Regions from separate parts of the Zea mays genome. Here region 1 is linked to region 2. Evidence: chromatin contacts called from public Hi-C data. All regions are on one chromosome and are shown on one strand. Each heading gives the region's core, a stretch centred on a gene start, on an enhancer-like site or on the middle of the called end of the contact. The rest is flanking DNA. Distances are from core to core; before and after follow the strand shown.

The links. Hi-C and Micro-C count contacts between places; a contact is called where the count stands out from the background.
Region 1: a contact with region 2 is called in a Hi-C map of ear, with 2.8 times the contacts expected there. The contact joins the promoter of LOC100304244 here to the promoter of LOC100283766 in region 2. A contact is called at or near these places in 5 of 25 Hi-C or Micro-C datasets (ear, leaf, leaf mesophyll and 1 more).

Annotation. Positions count from the first base shown.
Region 1 is chr9:146,905,477-146,911,118 of Zm-B73-REFERENCE-NAM-5.0, forward strand. LOC100304244 reads left to right here and starts at 4,068. Exons shown (of 1, transcript NM_001165689.1): 1 at 4,068-5,642. The coding sequence starts at 4,162. The coding sequence ends at 5,595. LOC111590112 (a long non-coding RNA gene) reads left to right here and starts at 2,025. Exons shown (of 2, transcript XR_002749197.2): 1 at 2,025-2,179; 2 at 2,367-2,595.
Region 2 is chr9:146,468,652-146,474,287 of Zm-B73-REFERENCE-NAM-5.0, forward strand. It overlaps LOC100283766, which reads left to right and starts at 4,324. Exons shown (of 1, transcript NM_001156665.2): 1 at 4,324-5,162. The coding sequence starts at 4,417. The coding sequence ends at 4,908. It overlaps LOC100281527, which reads right to left. Exons shown (of 14, transcript NM_001154445.2): 14 at 5,452-5,636. It overlaps LOC100275600, which reads right to left and starts at 94. Exons shown (of 3, transcript NM_001174439.1): 1 at 1-94.

The sequences.
Region 1 (5,642 bases), core at 2,818-5,317, 440 kb after region 2:
CTCGCCCGAGCCCAGCCTCGGGCAAGGGCAACCGACCCCGGAGGATCTCCGTCTCGCCCGAGGCCCCCCTCCAGCGACGAACATACTTCCAGCTCGCCCGAGGCCCAGTCTTCGCCAAGAAGCAACCCTGGCCGAATCGCCACGCCAACCGACCAAATCGCAGAGGCATTTAATGCAAAGGTGGCCTGACACCTTTATCCTGACGCACGTCCTCCAGTCGACAGAGCCGAAGTGACCGCAGTCACTTCGCCGCTCCACTGACCGGCCTGACAAAAGGACAGCGCCGCCTGCGCCGCTCCGACTGTTGCGCCGCTCGATAGAGTGAGGCTGACAGGCAGTCAGGCTCGGCCTCAGGCACCATAGGAAACTCCGCTTCGCCCGACCCAGGGCTCGGACTCGGGCTCGGCCCCGGAAGACGGCGAACTCCGCTCCGCCCGACCCAGGGCTCGGACTCGGGCTCAGCCCCGGAAGACGGCGAACTCCGCTCCGCCCGACCCAGGGCTCGGACTCGGGCTCAGCCCCGGAAGACGACGAACTCCGCTCCGCCCGACCCAGGGCTCGGACTCGGGCTCTGTCCCAGAAGACGGCGAACTCCGCTTCGCCCGACCTAGGGCTCGGACTCGGGCTCAGTCCCGGAAGATGGCGAACTCCGCTCCGCCCGACCCAGGGCTCGGACTCGGGCTCAGCCCCGGAAGACGACGAACTCCGCTTCGCCCAACCCCAGGGCTCGGACTCAGCCCTGGCCTCAGCCGACGGTCTCCGCCTTGCCCGACCCAGGGGCTCGGACTCGACCTCGGCCTCGGAAGACAGACTCGACCTCGACCTCGGAGGAGCCTCCACATCGCCCAACCTAGGGCACGGACCGACCACGTCAACAGGGGGCGCCATCATTACCCTACCCCAAGCTGACTCAGGCTACGGGAAACAAGACCGGCGTCCCATCTGGCTCGCTCCGCCAAACAAGCAATGATGGCGCCCCACACGCTCTATGACGACGGCGGCTCTCAGCCCCCTTACGGAAGCAAGAGGACGTCAGCAAGGACTCGACAGCTCCGACAGCTGTCCCTCCGCCAAGCTTCAGCGGTCCTCCGACGGCCACGACACCACACGAACCGGGTGCCAAAACCTCTCCGGCTGCCACGATGGCATGTACTTAGGGCGCTAGCTCTCCTCCGCTAGACACGTTAGCACTCTGCTACACCCCCAATGTACACCTGGATCCTCTCCTTACGCCTATAAAAGGAAGGACCAGGGCCCTCTTACAGAGGGTTGGCCGCGCGGGGAGGAGGACGGGACAGGCGCTCGCGTGAGGCCGCTTGCTCCCTCTCCCACGTGGATGCTTGTAACCCCCTACTGCAAGCGCACCCGACCTGGGCGCGGGACAAGAACACGAAGGCCGTGGGATTTCCACCTCCCTCTCTCGCTCCGGCTGCCCTTTCTTCCCCCCTTCGCGCTCCGTCTCGCGCCGACCCATCTGGGCTGGGGCACGCGGCGACATTTCACTCGTCGGCCCAGGGACCCCCCGGTCTCGAAACGCCGACATTATTAGATTAACCAATAGGACTGACATATTATGTGTCGTTTCTATATGTGAAAATTATATTAAAAAAGGTTCTCATAATTTTTGCATTTTTCCATTGGTAACTTTTTTAAGAACTTGCATGGTTTTTGTAGACTATCTATAGGTTTTACAGAACTTTATGGCAGCAAGTTCCCATGTGTATAAGTGTTTGGATCATCTCTTCTGCATTTTAATCTAATTCTCGTTATGATACCTCCCAAATTTTAGGCTTGTGATCTGAGTCTTGGGTGTTGAGACTTGAATACTATTTTCATCTTGCACCATAAAGCATCTTGTAATCTGAATTTGCTAAGGTTTCATGGACCATAATTTCATTCTTAAGGAATGAATGGTTTGCAGTGTTATCTTTAGCATCCGAGAAGCATAAGAAATATTTTCTCCCTGTTGTGAATGAACTGTATATTTGCTTATAAAATCTCTCTTGGTGTTATGTACGTATGTACGAAGACCCTTTTATTAACATTCTGCTGTTTTATCGGCCCGATACATGTTGATTGACATATGATACCATTTATCTCAGTTGGCAAGACATGACATTGGCGCTTGATCAAAAGCGATGGAAGAAAGCTATTGAGAAAAAGCAACAGCGAGCTTAAGGTGAGCATATGTCATGTTCTAACTTTTTTTATAAAAGGGTCAGGTTCTAACTTGCTTATGCTTACAGGTCAACTAAATTGGCTTTTTTATCAGATGATGACAGTTGACATCGACCGTGTCATGTTCTAACTTTTTTTATAAAAGGGTCAGGTTCTAACTTGCTTATGCTTCCTCCTGTTTGCTACAGCTCATTATTCTTTCCTGCCCCTTGGGCCCCAGTTGGATGAGCATGTGTCTGGTCATCAATTCTGGCGCATGAAGTTTCAGAGTTTTCTATCTCTACACATAATGTATTGACTGAGGTTCTACTTTTGGTTTCCCTATGTAGCGTTAGAGCACTGTGAAAACGAATGAATTATGTTAAACTGCCCCCAATTTTTATGTTTGCTACATCCCAGATCCTCACATGACATTCATAATGATTCGTCTGTTCTTGAAATCTTTATTATCCTTTTTAACATGCTACTCCATCCGTTCCAAACTATAGTTCTTTCTGGCTTTTCTAGGTACGTAGCTTTTGCTACACATTTAGATATATATAGCTTTTAGTATGTATCTAGAAAAGCTAAAAGAACTTGTAATTTGGAACATAGGGGAGTACATGTTATCTTGCATATGCAGCATTGGTGTGATTGTGTACTCCAAATGAACTCAAACCCCTGGTATAGTATATAGTCGAACAATCTCAAGTTTAGCCAGGTTGATATAAAACAATATAAAAAATTTGAGGGTTTCTTCAGGCTAGGATTTAAGGGTTTTCTTATTTTTTTAATGTTTTAACAGATGAGATAGGTGCAGGTTCCAGCATGTCCTCGTTTTTTGTGACCACATACCTTCACGGTTCATGATGCATCATACCATCTCTTGATCGTACCGCAGGTACATTCAAGGTGCTCCTCTTCTGGGGAACTCCGCAGCTGCTTCTGATGAGATCCTCGCAGTTGACACTCCTTCAGAAGGAGGCGATGCTGTTATTGTCAGTAGCAGTGACAATTCTACATCTACTCCATCAGCTGTCTCGTGGCGAGCCCGGTTCGTTGGGCAAGGTTACAAGCAGGTAAAACACATCATTTCCCGTGGTTAAGGGAGGGTTTTATGGTTCAGTTGAGACAGTTTGCGGATCAAGTGTGAAGCAAAACCATTTGACATCAGATTCACGACCAGGTTTGTGGGCGAGCAGATGTGTGGGGTGACGGCGTTGTTCCTGAGATGGCAGCGCATCTGGACTACTTATCTATTAATTTCTTGAGAATTAAAGCAGGAGGTCTTGAATATTTGTCCTTAACAGTTTATATTGTCAGTTTTACAAGAGTAGATATCTCATTACAGATATCTCATTACACTGGTTGTTGTTCTTGGATTTGAAATTTCTGTTGGAGTTGTTGTCTGGAAATGATAAGAAAATATATATGTTGCTTATGTAAAGGAGAAGTGTAGAACAAAAAGGTCTCGACTTATAGTGAGTTCGTTTTCCCACTGTTCTGTAATCTTTCAGTTGGTTTGACCACGGTTGAAGGAATCTGATACTGCTACCGAGACATGAGAGACTATGCACGAGACATGTAAATTAATAAGACTCATACAAGCGCGGAACAGTGTGCTGATGGGGCATAAGGGTAACACATGCTCAGGTCTTAACATATTTGGTTTTCGAGTAAACTTTCTCTAGACCCCCAAGGAAATATAAGATCCGATTAGATATGTGTCGATGCCCATCCCAGCGTACTCCCGTTGCAACGCACGGGTCTAATTAATAGAGAAGAGGATTTGAATATGGCTCAATTTGTTTGTTTGTGTTGTTACCCCATCATGGGCCTATGGGGATTGGGCTGCCTGATCGTCCTGAAATAGTCCCAACACCGTGTCTGATTCATCATCACACTCTGCACGGCTGGAGTCTGAAGAGAGGTCGTCGTCTCGTTGGACAGCCGAACAACAGCCAGCAGTCCACATCAAGGTTCCTGAGTCTGCACTCTGCAGCCATGGGAACCATCGTCCACGGCGGGCGGAGCGGCATGATGAAGCAGCTCAACGTGGGGGGCAAGCTCTTCTCGCTGGAGGCAAGCTCCCTTTCCCTCCCCATGTCTATCGGTTCCCCTTCCCCTACCCCAACATTCGTGGACCGCGACCCAGCCCTCCTATCCGCCGTCCTCGCTGCCATCCGCTCCCCGTCCACCGCAGCGCCCGACTTCCCCGCGCGCGTCCTCCTCGACGAGGCCAACTTCTACGGCCTGCACGCCCAGCTCCTCGCTGCGCTATCTCCGCCGCCGCTCCGCGGCTTCTCAGCCTCCCTCGCCTCCACCCTCTGCCCCTCCTCCGAGCCCTTCTCCACCGCCCTTGCGCCGCACCACGACGGGTCACTATGCCTCGCCCATGGCGCCGGGCTGGTCACCTATTACTCCCCAGCGCTGGATCACCGCGCCACCATTCGGACCCACCTCCACCGCGTCACCTCCCTCCTGCAGCTGCCCTCCAGTCTCGCCGTCCTTGGGTCTGACTCCGCTCCTGGGCTTCACGTGTACGACTTTCTCGATGGCAAACATGTCGCCTCCGTTCAGTGGTCGGATCCCACTGACACTCGCACCAGCAAGGCGAAGGTCGTCGCCATTGCGGCCCGTCCTCCAGCTGATGCCGCCGATAAGAATTCACCGATCTTGGCAACGTTTGAGTGCCCTCATCGGGAAAACTGCATCATGGCTGTTGACCCTGTAACTCTGAAGCCTACACAGGAGATTGGCCGGCAAAGTGGTAGTGCGGCTAAGTCATCGGCACCAGGTCGAGTGGTGCACCTGCAGGCACTTGGTCTGGTGTTTGCGTCATTCGTTAGTTCCGGGGCATTTGGCTACTCTGGCTATATGAGGCTATGGGACATTCGGTCTGGGAATGTGGTGTGGGAGACAAGCGAGCCAGGGGGAGCTGGAAGAAGCAGTAGGTTTGGGGATCCATTTGCAGATGCAGATGTGGATGTGAAGCAGCAGGCAATATACAAGGTTTGCTCAAAGTCAGGAGATTTAGCAGTGGCAGACCTGAGATGCCTTGGCGATGACCCCTGGGTGTATATGTCATCAGGACCACGAGGGAGCGCAGGAGGCTATGGCAGTGTTCTGTGCTGTCACCGCTCTCAAGTTTTTGTCAGCCGAAAGGATGGATTGGAGGTTTGGTCCCGACTGGAAGAGCACCGCCACAACACAGGGGAATTGACAGAGCAATCAGGAGTAAAGGAAAGACCCAAAAATGAAGGAATTGATGACAGATTTTATAGGAGTTGCTATGTGGACACAGAAAAGGATGCTAAGCGTGGGATGATACAGATGATTGAAGGGGGTGGAGACCGCTTGTTTGTGACAAGAGAAGAGATGCAAGGTGTGCAAGTGTGGGAGACCTCCCACCTTGCTGGTTCTACTTCTCTCTCGTAGCTTTATTCTCTTGTGCACATGGAGTGACCATTCAGTAGGTCTACCAA
Region 2 (5,636 bases), core at 3,074-5,573:
GGGTGCGGAACAGCTCACTGCCTTCCTCTTCCCCGTTGGTCTTGTGCCGCGCTGCGGTTGTGGCCTGACGAGCGCACAAGTCCTCTGGAGCGCGCGTGGTATGTATGTGCGTGCCTCAGACCTCAGTGCCTGTCCTGGGGCCTCGGTGGACTTGCACCGGTTTTGTTTTTATGAATCGTGGGGGAGCAGCTGGTAGGTGGGGCCTGCCATTATTTCGCGACAGCCGCACGGACACTGCTACGTACTGTATGCGGTATGCCTTGTTAAAGATTTCAGAAAATTACTATAATCTTGCTCGAGATCTTGTCGTTTGTGTGCTGTGTGCACATACGACTACGGGTTGCCCTTTTTTGCGACGACCCCAATATCCCTTTCGGGCTTTGTGTAGTGGTGCTAGTGGTCGTCTGTTCCCACATATTCCGTGCATGGGATGGGTGTCTACTTATGTGGACCCTCTAGCACGATCGTGGGATGATGGTTGGCGAAACACCAAATACGCCTTCTTTCGAATATAAACAAACATGTCATGGATGCTTTGCTTGGTCTAATTAAGCGCAATAGCGATGGTGCAGTTCGGATTCGGACTTGCCTAGATTACTGGTAGATCAGCTCAGAGATTTTGGAGCATGCCGTGCTCGGTGTACGTACTCGGTTTGAACTCTAGAGTCTAGACTCGCCAAGAACGGAAGGAAAAGGCCGAGACGCACGGCACCAATTCCGTCCGTTTTTTTTTTTTTTTGCTTCATCACTCACTCCCATAGTCCCATCCCAGTTCGATCAAACCCGCGCTGCCACCACGGCCGAGTCCCTTTCCATAACTGGTACTGCGGAGTACGAAAGATTCGGAGGGACGACCAGCAGTACACTCGATCCGTTGACGTTGCCTCGCGCACCCGAATCGCTAGGGGCGGGTGCCGTGTTAGGTTAGGTGCCGTAACGATCGGCGCTCAATCCCCGGTGGTTGCGCCAGCCGGCCGGGCGGCCTTCCTGCCTCGCGCGGCGCCGGCGGGGGACAGCTCGATCGGCGAGGTCAGAACGAACGGCGCGCGGCCGCCCGCCGCCGATCTTGCTTGCTATGGTGGTGGACTGGTGGTGGTGTACGTTTGCGTCGGCCGCATCGCCCCGCAAGGTGCGTGCTGCTGTATTCATTCGCGTCGCGGTCGTAGGGGGGTGTGGGGGGTTTGATCCTGTCATCGTCTGCGGGCTGCCACCTAGGTTGCTTGTTGCTGCGACGGCTAGCTTAACGGCCATGGCTACAAGCCCACAACCACTCTGTCCTAATCACTGTTGAGATCGACCTCGACCGCGCGCGCTCCACAGACTACAGGTGTCCGGCTGGGCATGCGAGACCCAGCAGGGATCAATCAGACCGACATTCCTCACTCATCGATCGAGGGCACTGACTCAAGTGGTGTGGTGGGTGGTTCCGGTGGTCACGTCGGCGTGGAGATGTGGGACGACCTGCCTGCAGGAATTCCGGTTTGGTGACAGTTGCTGCCTGCGTTAGCTGCCCGCGATCCAGGCACAGAAAACACGGTGCGTGCCCGGCACTTTGGAGCTGTAAAGCGAGGCCTCTATATGCGCCGGCCGGCGCGAGCTCAGGTGGGGGGAAGATGGTCAGATGGCTGGCCGCGTTTTCGCCACGGACAGACTCTGATCCACACGGCGACGATGAATTTTCGTGAACGATCGAGGGAAGCTCACGTTCCTGTTACTTTAGTTCCACAATCTGCGGCGAAAACCAGTGCTGGTGGAAAGGAAGGACATACGGAACGTGGGGTGGGGAAACGGCGATTTCTTGGTGCTCTCAAGTCTCATCTGCCTTCGAGCGGCGAGGCCTGTATTTTTGTTTTCTCCCTCTCCCGCACCGCTAGTCCACTACTGACCGAAATGCCGGTCTGGACTGGATCCACACTGGCGTGGCGTGTTTTCGGCATCGACCTGTAGTACGGGTACGGCATGACGTTTCCTAGGACGACTGGCGCAGAAAGCGACGGCACCAACACACGTTGATTCCTAAACCATCAGCCATCGGGTGAATCAGAAACACTGTCAAACAAACAGGTGTGCTTCGAAGATTCCGTAGCTCGTGAAAAAAAAGAACAAGACAAGCGGAGAGTTCTCTCTTCTCAGCGAGACTGGGCATTTGTCTGTACCTGTGACAACACAACACAGCTACAAAGAGCTGTGTCCGAAGCCAGGGGACCCTGTGCTTCACACACTGCTTCCCGATCGGTAGCCACCAAAAGACGGCTGGCTGGGTGGGCTGGGACGGAGACAAACTCGCAGAAAGAGGACAGGTTCGTTGGACATGTCGTCGTCGACGAGTCGGTGTGAAGACGTACACAACGTGACAGTGTGAGTATGTATCGTTTAGGTTGCATTGGAATGCTCGGTGAGCAAATTACTGCGCGGACCCTTGTACCCTACAGATGTTAGCGGGAAGCTGTCTGTGTCATTCAGATGATGAGAATTCAGATCGAATGACGGAATGTAGCGTTAGACTTCCTTCCGTCTCCTTTTTCTTTTGGAACGAGCTTTCAGTCTATTTAATCGTTTAATGTGACTCCTGTACACCATTAAATCGCTCTGCCTAGAAATGGTGGGAGATGTAGTTGCGAACTGAAATCTTCTCATTCTGTGCTCTTGACTCTGGAGTGTTGTGTATCCTCTATGGTCGGTCATCAGTGATTGGATTGAGCTTAACCTAACTATCCATCTCCTTAAACCGGATTCTTGATTGGGAGGGTTCATGCTAACCTCGGTTGGAATCTCTCCCGATCACACGACGCTATATAAAGAATTAAAGGGTCGCAGGAAAAGCCAACACTAGTACCATACCCTAAACTCTAATCCACACATAGACCCCCATCGCCTAAACGTTGGAGTGACTAGAAGAGCGACAACCAACAAAGGATCGTATCACAATGCCTGCTGTTTCTCTGTAGTCAGGTTGTGCTTAGCTTCAGACTTCGGCTCACGGATGGGCACGCGGTGCGGCCTGTCATTTATCTGTATCTTGCTTCGGTCCGATTAAATCAGCACGGTCTATAACGGATTTGGGTCGTGCTGGCCGGACATGACCTATTGGCCACATATGTCTCTAGAAGAGCTATGGTCTAATTATTTGCTTAGTAAACTTGTACAATATCATAGTGTTTGGTTGTGATGATAGACAAGCCATGTTCAATAAAATTTTAGTTGTTTATAAGAGCACTAAAAATTGCTAAACACCTAGTATTTACTGCCTTGCTGGTACTATGTTACTTCATATTTTATTTTGTGTTTATGTACAAGTGAGGGGTTGTTAGCTCGACATTCACATTTATCTAATCAAAATAACACATATATTTTTTGTGCAAAAAGCCTTAACAATACGCGAGAGCATAGGACTAGTATAAATGTAAAGTGAGACACGGTAAAAATAATGACAGAACTAACCCTTCGTTCGTACGACTTATTCCGCGTGATTGGTAGACTGCATGACTATAGAAGTTGCGCCCGCGGATACGTAAAGTTGTATTTGTTTGGTTCGCTTCTTTATACATCCAAGTTCCACACATGCAAGAAAACGGGCGCAGCCAGGCCCGCGAGGAACGCTCCAAGCGAGCGTACGCCGACATGCATGCTCATGGTATGCAACGACACAGTTCACGAGAAACAGTTTTAGATAGTTTTTTTGTTATATCTTGCAATTTAAAAATATGATCACCCAACCGATTTTATATTTATGTTTTTGAGATTTTTAGGAACAAAACTAGACCACTCATGCTACATAATATTTGAAGGTTTTTTATATACTCTTCTCTAATAAGACATATTTTAGTGCAACCAACCAAACAAAGTCTGTATCTGTTCTGCATGAGTCGATACAAATAACCAAACAAAAGCATCTGCATAAATTTACCCTGGTTCCACTAATACTAGCTAGACTCATACCATCCTGGCTCCGCTTATACGATATCCAAACACACGGATTATGTCTCGTGCGAGAAAGTACTGGTGGCCACTGGATTTGGAAAACTGGGCCACAAATGCAAAACGGTTGGGCCAACCGTGATAGTCGAACAAGGGAATTCACTCACTCCACGAACAAGAGATTGTCGAAGATTCCAGATCAATCTAGCAGGTCAAGTTTGTTGGATGGGAAGTCTGAGTGAATTCTGGTTCTGGCCCAATCGTGAAATCTAGTAACTTCTAGCCCACCCTGGGGCACACAAGACGAGAAACATCCGGAAGCCCACAGGCCACAGGCAGGCCCTCCCATCGCTCGTTATAAATTGAGCCGCTCCCGCGTCGACGCTCCTCATCAGAAGCTAGAAGCCTAGAGCAGCCAAGAAAAGCACATACCCGAGTCGCCGAAACAACAACAATCCCAATCCCCCCTCGTCACTCAAAACTCGAGCTCGAGCAACAATGTCGCTGATTCGCCGTGGAAGCGCATTCGACCCCTTCTCCCTCGACCTCTGGGACCCCTTCCAGGGCTTATTTCCCTTCGGCTCTGGAAGCAGCAGCAGCAGCAGCCTGTTCCCCTCGTTCGGAGGCACCACCACCAGCTCGGAGACGGCCGCCTTCGCCGGCGCTCGCGTCGACTGGAAGGAGACGCCGGAGGCGCACGTGTTCAAGACCGACGTGCCGGGGCTGAAGAAGGAGGAGGTGAAGGTGGAGCTGGAGGACGGCAACGTGCTCCAGATCAGCGGCGAGCGCTGCAAGGAGCAGGAGGAGAAGACGGACACCTGGCACCGCGTGGAGCGCAGCAGCGGCAAGTTCCTGCGCAGGTTCCGCCTGACGGAGAACGCCAGGACGGAGCAGATCAGTGCGTCCATGGAGAACGGCGTGCTCACCGTCACCGTGCCTAAGGAGGAGGCCAAGAAGGCCGACGTCAAGTCTATCCAGATCTCCGGCTAGTATGCTCAAGCCCACAACCGATGGTGTGCCGTCTTCGTCTTAGTGTTGATCGATCGGGTAGTTCTTCACATGCCGGGTGTCCATAAAATGCCAGCGTCCGTGTAACTGTGTTGTACCGGTATCATGGCTGTCTTGAGTAGCGTGTGTTGTGGCTACTGTGTTCCGAACGATATTGAAGTCTCATCCGTCGTGTATCAGTGCCGTCTGTAACGAACCCAGTTTTAAAGCATTTCGAAGTTGAGTTGTTTGGTTCTAAAGTTTGGTGTATGTATTATGTTTGAACGCCAATTAACAGTATTAAATATAATCTAATTATAAAATAGCCAATTAACAGTATTAAATATAATCTAATTAGAAAATAATTAGATAGTTGAAAACTAAACTAAGAAACAAATTCATTAAATCTAATTTATTGTAGATTAATTAGGTTTAATATACTCATCTTACTGCTTAGTTTTTGTGTGTGTAATTGGGTTATCATCCGATTTGATGAGACTAAAATTTAACCTTCGGAACCAAACAACCCCAAAAGATCAATGTTTTAAACACACACTGGTAAGTTCTCTCTTATTAAATCAGCACATAGCCAACTTGTAGCATGACAGATAAACACAGACGCAAAAATGTCACCCGTTGAACCAGCCGATTGGAGGAGACCAAACAAACACCGCGGCAATGCATTTACACAATATCTGCAAAGAATAAAGGAATGCGCCTCCACGGGAAAC